3 separate regions of the Mus musculus genome follow, and regions 1 and 3 are each linked to region 2. Evidence: chromatin contacts called from public Hi-C data. All regions are on one chromosome and are shown on one strand. Each heading gives the region's core, a stretch centred on a gene start, on an enhancer-like site or on the middle of the called end of the contact. The rest is flanking DNA. Distances are from core to core; before and after follow the strand shown.

Region 1 (2,843 bases), core at 3-2,502, 210 kb before region 2:
TAGGTCTGAGCCTGGGCCCCTGCAGCTCTGACAGACTAGGCTGAGCCATTCATCCCTAATATTCCAATTGAAGAGGCAGGTCACAGTGAAAGGCAGAGGAAAGAGCTCTCTACCTTAGGGTTCCCATGTGAGGTTTAGCTTTAAATAGAGGGCAAGGTTTCAACAGCTCAGCAGCCCTGGCTAAAGCATGATCCTTCCCAGCACTGTCTCAGCTCCGGGCCTCAGGTCTATCCCGTGTGTGACCTGCCAATAGTGTGTGGAATCTCTTTCTGAAAGGCAAATTCCTCTGCCTGGGAGCAGGCTGCAGCCTCTTTCTTCACTGTGCATGGGATTCCTGGGGAAATCTTAACTTCTTGGAGGTCCATTAATAGTCTGATATTCAGAGAGAGGGACACAGTGTCTTTCTAAGGTATCTTTTCTCCTGTCAGAATAGTTACAAGGGGGCTAGTCTGTTGCCAACATATCCCAGATCACAGAGAGAGCATACTGGCCACCAACCGCTCCAACAAGTCCGATTTTCTCTCTGCCCTTTGCAGACTTGTGCTAGATTCCTTTTCCAGCCAGTGGGAGATGGATGGTTTCATTACTTGTGGCGCTCAGCAATAAATCTCGCAGTAGCAGTGGAGGCGAGCTCTTTCCCCAGGTTACCTCCCGTCCTGTGATTCATCACGCTTAATCTTTCCTTTACCTTTGAATCTGGGGGCTGGGGAGGAGCAGAGGCCCCGGGGACTGAGGGGCTGTCACTCCTCAGAGGCTGAGAAGAAGGGACTGTCTGCTGACAGGGTCACAGCTCGAGGTGGACTGGAGCAATGGCAGCCTCAGTGTAAGGGAAGGGACTGTAAAGGGACCTTGGGGGAACTGCCACTCCTGGTTTGCCAAGAAAGTCTTCCAGAGAAGAAGGGGAGAAAGCTGACTGTCAGACAGAAAGGAAGCAGCCGTAAAGTTCTCCGCCAGGGGAGTGCTGAAGAATCTAATTCCCGATGAAATGTGTTCTTGTTTGTGTACAATTAATTTTCCTCCCAAATGAAGGGCTTTGTCTCTCACTCTGTGTTTCAATAGCAACCGCGCAATTAAGGCAGCGCGCGCGTCTCTCCTCAGAAAGGGGCAGCTTGGTGCTAACATGGTGGGAAGCAAACATTGCTTGGATTGGTTCCTGGTTCTAAGGAAATTAAAAAGAAAACACAAAGGAAGGAAGAAAACACCTCCAAATAGAGACTTGGCCACACAGGGATGGCGTCACTAGAGGAATGGGGAAGTCCTGAGAATGGAGGCCAGGGACGCCTGCTCTCACTGAGGGAGACTTGGAGGAGTGCTCAGGGGGGAGGTCCCAGAGTTTTTGGAAACTAGAATGATGAGTTAGGTTGCCCTGGGTCTAGGTGGGAGGGGCATGTGAGTGAAGCAGGCTACACTGTTTCTCCTTGCAAGTTCATTTTATCTGCTGTAGCTACACTCAGAAAAAATACTTAGTCACTTTGAGCAGTTGCCCTTTTACAACTGTCCTTGGAGCTGAAGGAACTCGGCATTTTCTTTTCCCAGTTTTCACGTGTTCATGTGTATGTGTGTGTGCATGCGTGTGCACGTGTGTGTGTGTACAGATGTACATGTACTTGGAGGCCTGGGGTTGGAAATCCACCACCTCGATGGATCTTCCGCTTAGGCCATTGAGGCAGAGTCTCTCAATCAAACCTAGAATTCACTGGCATGGCTGGTTCTTGCCACCCACCTTGCTCTAGAACACCCTCCCCCACCCATCTGCCTTCAGAGGCTGCAGTTATAGGGCCACCGGTTGTTCCCATTTCTGTGGGTTTCTGGGGATCAGGAGTCTGGCCTTCATGCTTTCATCCCAAGCACTTTCAAACGCTGAGCCATCTCCCAAGCTCTATGGAACTCTTGCCCCAACTATATACTTCAGTGTGTGTGTATGCATCTGTGTGTGAGTGTGTGTGTATGTGTGCATGTGTGCACATGTGTATATAGGTCTACCTACAGAGGCCAGAAGTGAGCCTCAGATTCCTTGAAGCTGGAGTGACAGGCTTTGGTAAGCCACTTGATGTGGGTCCTGGAACTCTGGACTCCTGTCTCCTGATAGAGCAGTGAGTGCCCTTAACTGCTGAGCCATCTCTCGAGCTTTGGCTTGGCTTTGTGTTCACCTTATTGATTGATAGTTTTAAAAACGTCCTTACTGCTTTGTCTTGACACAAAGGTGGTCTCATTCCACTCATCTTTTAAAGTCTCTGGTTGATGGTGGAAGCCTTCGCTCTGTGCCCCCCCACCCCGTGTTCTCCATCTTCTAGCGTCTCACGTGTGTGGGATCCCCTCAGACCTCAAGTGTCTGTGCACTCCTCTGTCGGCTTGTGAGGGCTTGTGGGATGGTGGGACGGACTGAAACAGTGAGGCTAGCCGGTTGTCAGTCTCAGTTACATCTATGAAGTCCCTTGTCCCATGTTAACTAATGTGACCGTGGGCAACGCCTCAGATGGCAGAGCTCCAAGGGACCCATCCAATGTTGAGGAGATAACCCAACTGGTAAAGAGTGAAAACATTGATCAGAAATTTCAGAGATGTGTGTGGCCACTGAGTCATAGAGACTCAGGCAAAGCCACCATGTGACAGACGACCTTCAAGAGCGACACAAACATCAGAGGTTTTCTGTGTACCCGAAGACACCTTGTATCATGGCGGTTCTTCAAGGCGCACCAACATTATGAGCCAACAGTTTCAGCCTTTGGGGGCTAAGCCCTTAGTCTATAGCCGTACCAACCCAAATGCTCCTGATCTCAGAAGCTAAGCAGGGTCGGCCTGGGTAGTCCTTGGATGGGAGAAAGCTGACTGAACTTACTGTT
Region 2 (2,700 bases), core at 142-2,641:
CTGGCTTTCCCCTCTGCTCAATAGCCCATTCCTATTCTTGGAAGTCCATTTCCCTTGCTCAGTGATCTTGCTTCTTGGCTCACCTTTATTTCTGTTTCTCACCATATGTGCCCAGTGTAGTCCTTTGTCTTGAGACACGAGAACCTAGATGGTTCACCAGAGAGTCAGGCTCGTACCTGTTACAGTGTGTTACCAAGCTTTTCCCTTCCAAGTCTCAGGCTCTCCTCAAAGCTGCTGCTGCTGTTGCTGCTGCTGCTGCCGCCGCCGCCGCCATTGCTCCTGCCTCTGGGAGGCACCTCTTCCTGCCAGCCCCACTCCCTGTCCCCAGGTGCCTGTCCTTACTACGTCACCTGTGCAAATGTGTCACATCCACCTCAGGGCAGATGGCACGAGCCACTGTCAAGCAGTGCATCTTTTGCTTAGTGTGTGTTGTAGGTTAAGCCGTCTCACAGAGTCGGGTAAGCATCCCATGACCTCATTTGCTCGCCCATGAGCTCCCCAGTGTCCCAAGCAATGCTGAGCTGGATTCATTTGCCTAAAGGCGTCCAGATGTATGTCAGCACTCCATTCCCCACAAAACCCAGTTGAGAAGCACGGCCTTTGGGAGTAGTTAAGTCACGAGACCATGCCTTGATGGAAAGTGGCCCTCAGCGAACGCCAGCTCTTCCAGAACCTTGACCTCAATCTTCTCAGACCTAGAAACCTAAGAAATAATCCTATTGTCATTTGTCCACTCTGGGGTGTAGCACTGAAGCTACCAAGGCTCATTAAATATGGCTGAAGTGGGATCCAGGATGCAGCAGGACAGAGGAAGGAGGACTAGGGAAGAGAAGTGAGGATCCACCTTAGTGGCCAAGGACAGAGCGAGCTCTGACCTGATCTGCCAGGCCTGACCCAGACTCTGAAGAAGCGGAGGCAACCCCAGCCGCTGCAGTGAGCGCCCCAAGAAGCCAACAGCTGTGGGCTCACTGAAAAATCTCACTTAAGCCTCTTCCTTTTCCATCCCGCTATCCTTGGAGTCAATCAGCCTTGTGCATCCTTGTCCCTGGCTCTGGGTCTGTGCTCTGACCAGTCCCCTGTGCTCGCCTGCCCAGCACACTGGGCTTCAGAGAGCTTGCTTAATCCACTTCTAAACTGTACATTTAAACAAACCTCTGGACTGATGCAGGCAGCTGTGCGTGACCAGCACACGGAGAGCCTCACCCTGGAGCATTAACCCCATTTATTAAAACTGCTGTAACTACCAGGATTTCAGCATCTCTAACTCAGAAACATGTGTCCTGGGCCCCTCCTCCCGGCCCCAGCTCTGATGCTGAAGGACAGCTAGGGTGGGAGGGAGGGAGGTAGGGAGGTGGGAGGCAGGAACTGCCCTGCCTGGGTTAAATATTTAAGAGGAGGCTGGCTAGCCAGCCAACCAAAATGTGCTTTCCCCAGCGTCAGCCTGGGGGTGGTGAGGGTGCAGAAAAAGCAGATCTAGTTTCTTTCCATGACTAAACCTCCCCACAGCAAAGGGCCGAGGCTGAGGTCATCCTGACACCTTTCTCTGTGACTTCAGTGGCTCATCCAGCCCCTGACTGATGACATTTAAGTTCCAGGCCCAGCCCATGCATCCTGCTGGGACAACATTTTCCAGGCACTTCACACTCACGCTGAAGCTCTGGGCGATCTCCTGGGCCAGCTCCAGGAACCTGCTATGCAATTATTTGGCTAGTCTTTTAAAACTGGCCTGCCTTGGGCCTGGTTAAAGTTGGTAAAGTTTTCACCTCAGAAGCATGAGGGCCTGAGTCCAATCCTCCAGCACCCAGGCAAGGTGACATACATCTGTCACCACAGTGCTGGGGTGTGGGTGACCGATTAGCTCCCAGGCCAGCTACTCATACCAAGTTCTGGAGCTCCTGACAACACCCCCTCATCATGCCTCAGCCACCAATTCTGAGCAGACACAGCCTCAGCCTCTGGGAAGCAGCAGACTCATCTCCCTATATGGGTGCAGGTGCCTAGTGCGTGTCCCTCCTGCCTCAGGGTGTCAGCCATGAGGTTGGGGGAAGGGACCTTTCTCACAGCACCTGGGTGACAAGGATGCTTCTTGTGGCACTCAGAGGGAGCCGAAGTGTGGGCTGCACCCACACCTCTATCAAACGTGGGAGTGGTAAACGCAAGCTTGGTCACTCTGAAAACAGGGTCAAGCTGGGTGTCTGTCATAGTTTCTGAGCCCAGCTCCTTGGGTCCTGAAGGTGCCACGAGCTTAGCCAGGCAGAACACTGACAGGCAGGCAGGCAGACAGCACAAACTAGTATTTTTTGTTTTGTTTTGTTTTCTTCTTGGTTAGCTACCAACTCTTCTGTTTTGTTTTGTAATCAATAGATTTTTGCTTCTGGCTCTTCTCAAAACATCAGAGGACCTGTTCACATTGTGCCCCCTTCCTCCATGTAGGGAAAGACACCCTGACTCTTGCATATTATAAAAATCAAGCCAAATGCTGTTGCTGTTTTTAGTCATGAGAAGCCTGGGTTTAAATTTGGCTTCTGAACCCATAATCAATTAAGCAGGTGTCGAGAAGGTGGCGCTGAACTTCCTTAATGAGCACGGGAACAGGATGAGAAAAGGCCACGTGGCTAATTCTCCCTCTCCACCTGTCGATGGCTCTGCCACAGGGGCTTCTGGGAGGAACCTGCTGTGGCCCTCTGACTGAAGGAAGCG
Region 3 (2,796 bases), core at 254-2,753, 170 kb before region 2:
GGCCAGTTTCAACTGCTTGTGATGTTTTGGTCACCCCACTTAATGAGCAGCTTCCAGGAAGAAAGCACACATTGCCTGGGTGAGGGGCCAGTCACCCTGATTGGCAGGCCTTCCTGAGTGTGTGGGGGAAGGCCTTGTTCTCCTGAAAAGAACTGGGCTCTTGTTATCGGGGAGAGAAACACAGAAGCTGTAGGCCATGGGAAGGTGGCTGCCTGCCCTCCCACACTATTAGCTCTCCGTCCACCCTTCCTCCTACATCTTATCTCAGGATGCTCTCTTACTGCAGAATGAGGTATAGAAACAGAATAACCAGTATAGGCACCATTAACGCTATACTCAAGAACAGATCAAAGGAACTGACTCGCAGGACACTGCTTAGAGTAGAAAAAGGACAATATTAGTATGCAAAAAAAAAAGTATCTAAACACTTCTGTGATGTGAGGCTCCTAAGAGATGTGTGAACCTGTGGCTTTAAAAGCAGCAAGATGTCAACCTCAGACACTACCTGCTTGAGACCTCAGGAGACTCAGGACAGGCGTGGGGTGGCCACAGGGCGTGACACACTCCACAGACATCAAAGAAACACCAAGCGCCGAGGGATGGCTGGCTGGGAAAGTCCCTGCCCAGTCGGTGTAAGCATGAGAACATAGAGAGAAGCTGGTGCAGTGGGGTGAGCCTGGAATCTCAGTACTGGCAAGGTGGGGACAGGAGGATCCCTGGGGGCTCAACAGCCAGACAGCTTAGTCTACTTGAATTGTCTCTAAAATCTTCCCAGATCTTTCACTAGCTACTGAGTTAAATAAAATTTTGACACATGGTTATTTGATGTTTGTGAAATAGTTATGACTTTATCTTTGAGAAACTGGTTCAAACACGGCAGAGATGAATCTCCAACTTTTTAAAAGTTCTTCCCTTTACTATATATTTTTTTAAAAAAATTATTCTCATCAAATATTCAGAAACATTAAACAAACAAAAACTACCCCGAAGTTCAGTGTGGATGCAGAAGGATGCAATGTTTGTATTCATGAGCGGAGGAGTTGTGCCCTGGGCTTTGTGGATCCTAGAAAACCCCTCTGGCTACACCTCCTTCTCTTGTCTGCTCCTCCAGGCTGGTCATCCCAGTAGATCACCACTATAGATCACCCCTGTAGATCTCCACTATAGATCACCCCTTTCCTCCCTCTCATAGGCTAAGCTCATGGCCATCTTAGGCTGTGGCTTCTGTATGTCATCTCTGGAAGCCAAGAACTGTGTTCTCCCTATTTGCCATCCACCCAGGCTCCCTCTGCATCGCCCCCCCCCCCCCCCCGTGAGCTCAAGTCTGCAATGGATGCTGTGGCCTGTGCTTTTGGGCAGAGACGGAGGTGCGTAGAGACACTCTGTCACGCTCATTGGATGGATGTGGATCTGCCAGCTGAGACCTTCCTCCTGGGCTCAGCTGAGTCATTTCCCCTTCCCATTTTGGCCTCAAGGCCGTGTCCACAGGCTTTCTGAACCCTCCTCTCCAGAGGGATGGATTAGGTTGGGTTGGGTTGGGTTGGTCAAGGGCAAAGTCAGGGCACACAATCCTCCTAGAGCTGATCTTCTCCAAGGGGGAAGTGGACATCAAATACCTGGCTTGTGTCTCCTGGGCTCCTCGGTGCCCTCCTACCTGGCTTTGTCATTACTTTGATCCTTTGATCAAACAATTTCTGAATGTGTGTGGGGCTTAGGGTTTGAAAGCCAGAGCCAGGCACCAGGCATGTGGGGATATGATGGACAGAGACTGGGGGCCCGGTAGGGAGGGGGTGAGTCACAGAGTCTGGATAGGGGACATATGAGAGTCTAGTGGAAGCAACAGAGAGGGAAAATCACCTTGACAGAGGGACCAGCTTCTGCTGATGGGAAAGCTGGAGAGTGAATGAAATTTGCAGTGACTCAGTTTTCCACGCCAGCTCAGTGGAACTCAACAAACCCAACTCAGCACAGTCCAGCCCAACTGGTTACAACCGATCAGATCCTTCTACCCTCCCCACCTGACTCCAGCCCATTCTGCTCCACTCCAGCCACTCACCCCTCCTCACTAGTGTAATTCCAACCTAGTCCAACTGTAGCAGCCCAGCCCTGGAGTCAAGCACAAAACCTTTTACTGAAGCAGTCTCCAGAAGCCAGCCTATGACCTCCAAGAGCTCTCGGCCTTCCAGGGAAAGCTGGTATTGGAGGGGAAAGGGGTGGACAAGAGCAAGGGACATGATGCAAGGGCACGGCAGCACAAGATGGCCGCTTAACACAACGCCAGGGAATGTGTGCAGAGTTCGAGCTGTAAGGAGAAAGAAGAAACCTCTTTCTTTCTTTACTCTTTCTTTCTTTCTTTCTCTCTCTCTCTCTCTCTCTCTCTCTCTCTCTCTTTCTTTCTCTTTTTTGAGACAGGGTTTCTGTGTAGCCCTAGCTGTCCTGGAACTCACTCTGTAGACCAGGTTGGCCTTGAACTCAGAAATTCGCCTGCCTCTGCCTCCCAAGTGCTGGGATTAAAGGCGTGTGCCACCACGCCCTGCTCAAGAAACCTCTTTCTATAGGGACCATCCATCCATTCATCCACCTATCCATCCACTGACTAACTCACTCATCCATTCACCTAACAAGGCACAAGGTATGTGTGCATTGATGAGAATGTACTCGTCCTAGGTGCCTGGGGCTGGAGGATGCAGGGGTGTGGGGAGATGGCGCTCTCTCCTGTAAGGCTTCCTTGAAAATTCACCCACAGCGCAATGCAGGGAGCCGACAGCTACCTAGGACTTTCCAGATAGAGACAGA

Evidence for each region. A called contact is a pair of places that touch in the nucleus more often than the background predicts.
Region 1: a contact with region 2 is called in a Hi-C map of uterus. The contact joins two enhancer-like sites. A contact is called at or near these places in 3 of 484 Hi-C or Micro-C datasets (the HL-1 cell line, bone marrow-derived macrophages and uterus), 10 of 115 datasets of contacts at active chromatin or transcription factors (bone marrow-derived macrophages, cardiomyocytes, embryonic basal ganglia and 4 more) and 1 of 9 other capture datasets (embryonic stem cells).
Region 3: a Hi-C map of bone marrow-derived macrophages shows a contact between it and region 2, with 27 read pairs. The contact joins two enhancer-like sites. A contact is called at or near these places in 2 of 484 Hi-C or Micro-C datasets (bone marrow-derived macrophages and natural killer cells) and 1 of 115 datasets of contacts at active chromatin or transcription factors (embryonic stem cells).

What each region holds. Positions count from the first base shown.
Region 1 is chr2:166,186,954-166,189,796 of GRCm38.p6, forward strand. No RefSeq gene overlaps it. Among named protein-coding and RNA genes, the nearest start is that of Gm30536, 6.0 kb to the right of the region's middle. Within about 2 kb of position 1,253, at least 19 of the 459 cell types and tissues checked have an H3K27ac peak or open chromatin away from gene starts, as enhancers often do. A contact at or near this core is called in bone marrow-derived macrophages and uterus, where this site is marked.
Region 2 is chr2:166,397,845-166,400,544 of GRCm38.p6, forward strand. No RefSeq gene overlaps it. Among named protein-coding and RNA genes, the nearest start is that of Gm30796, 5.7 kb to the right of the region's middle. Within about 2 kb of position 1,392, at least 110 of the 459 cell types and tissues checked have an H3K27ac peak or open chromatin away from gene starts, as enhancers often do. A contact at or near this core is called in bone marrow-derived macrophages, natural killer cells and uterus, where this site is marked.
Region 3 is chr2:166,227,133-166,229,928 of GRCm38.p6, forward strand. No RefSeq gene overlaps it. Among named protein-coding and RNA genes, the nearest start is that of Gm30536, 34 kb to the left of the region's middle. Within about 2 kb of position 1,504, at least 35 of the 459 cell types and tissues checked have an H3K27ac peak or open chromatin away from gene starts, as enhancers often do. A contact at or near this core is called in bone marrow-derived macrophages and natural killer cells, where this site is marked.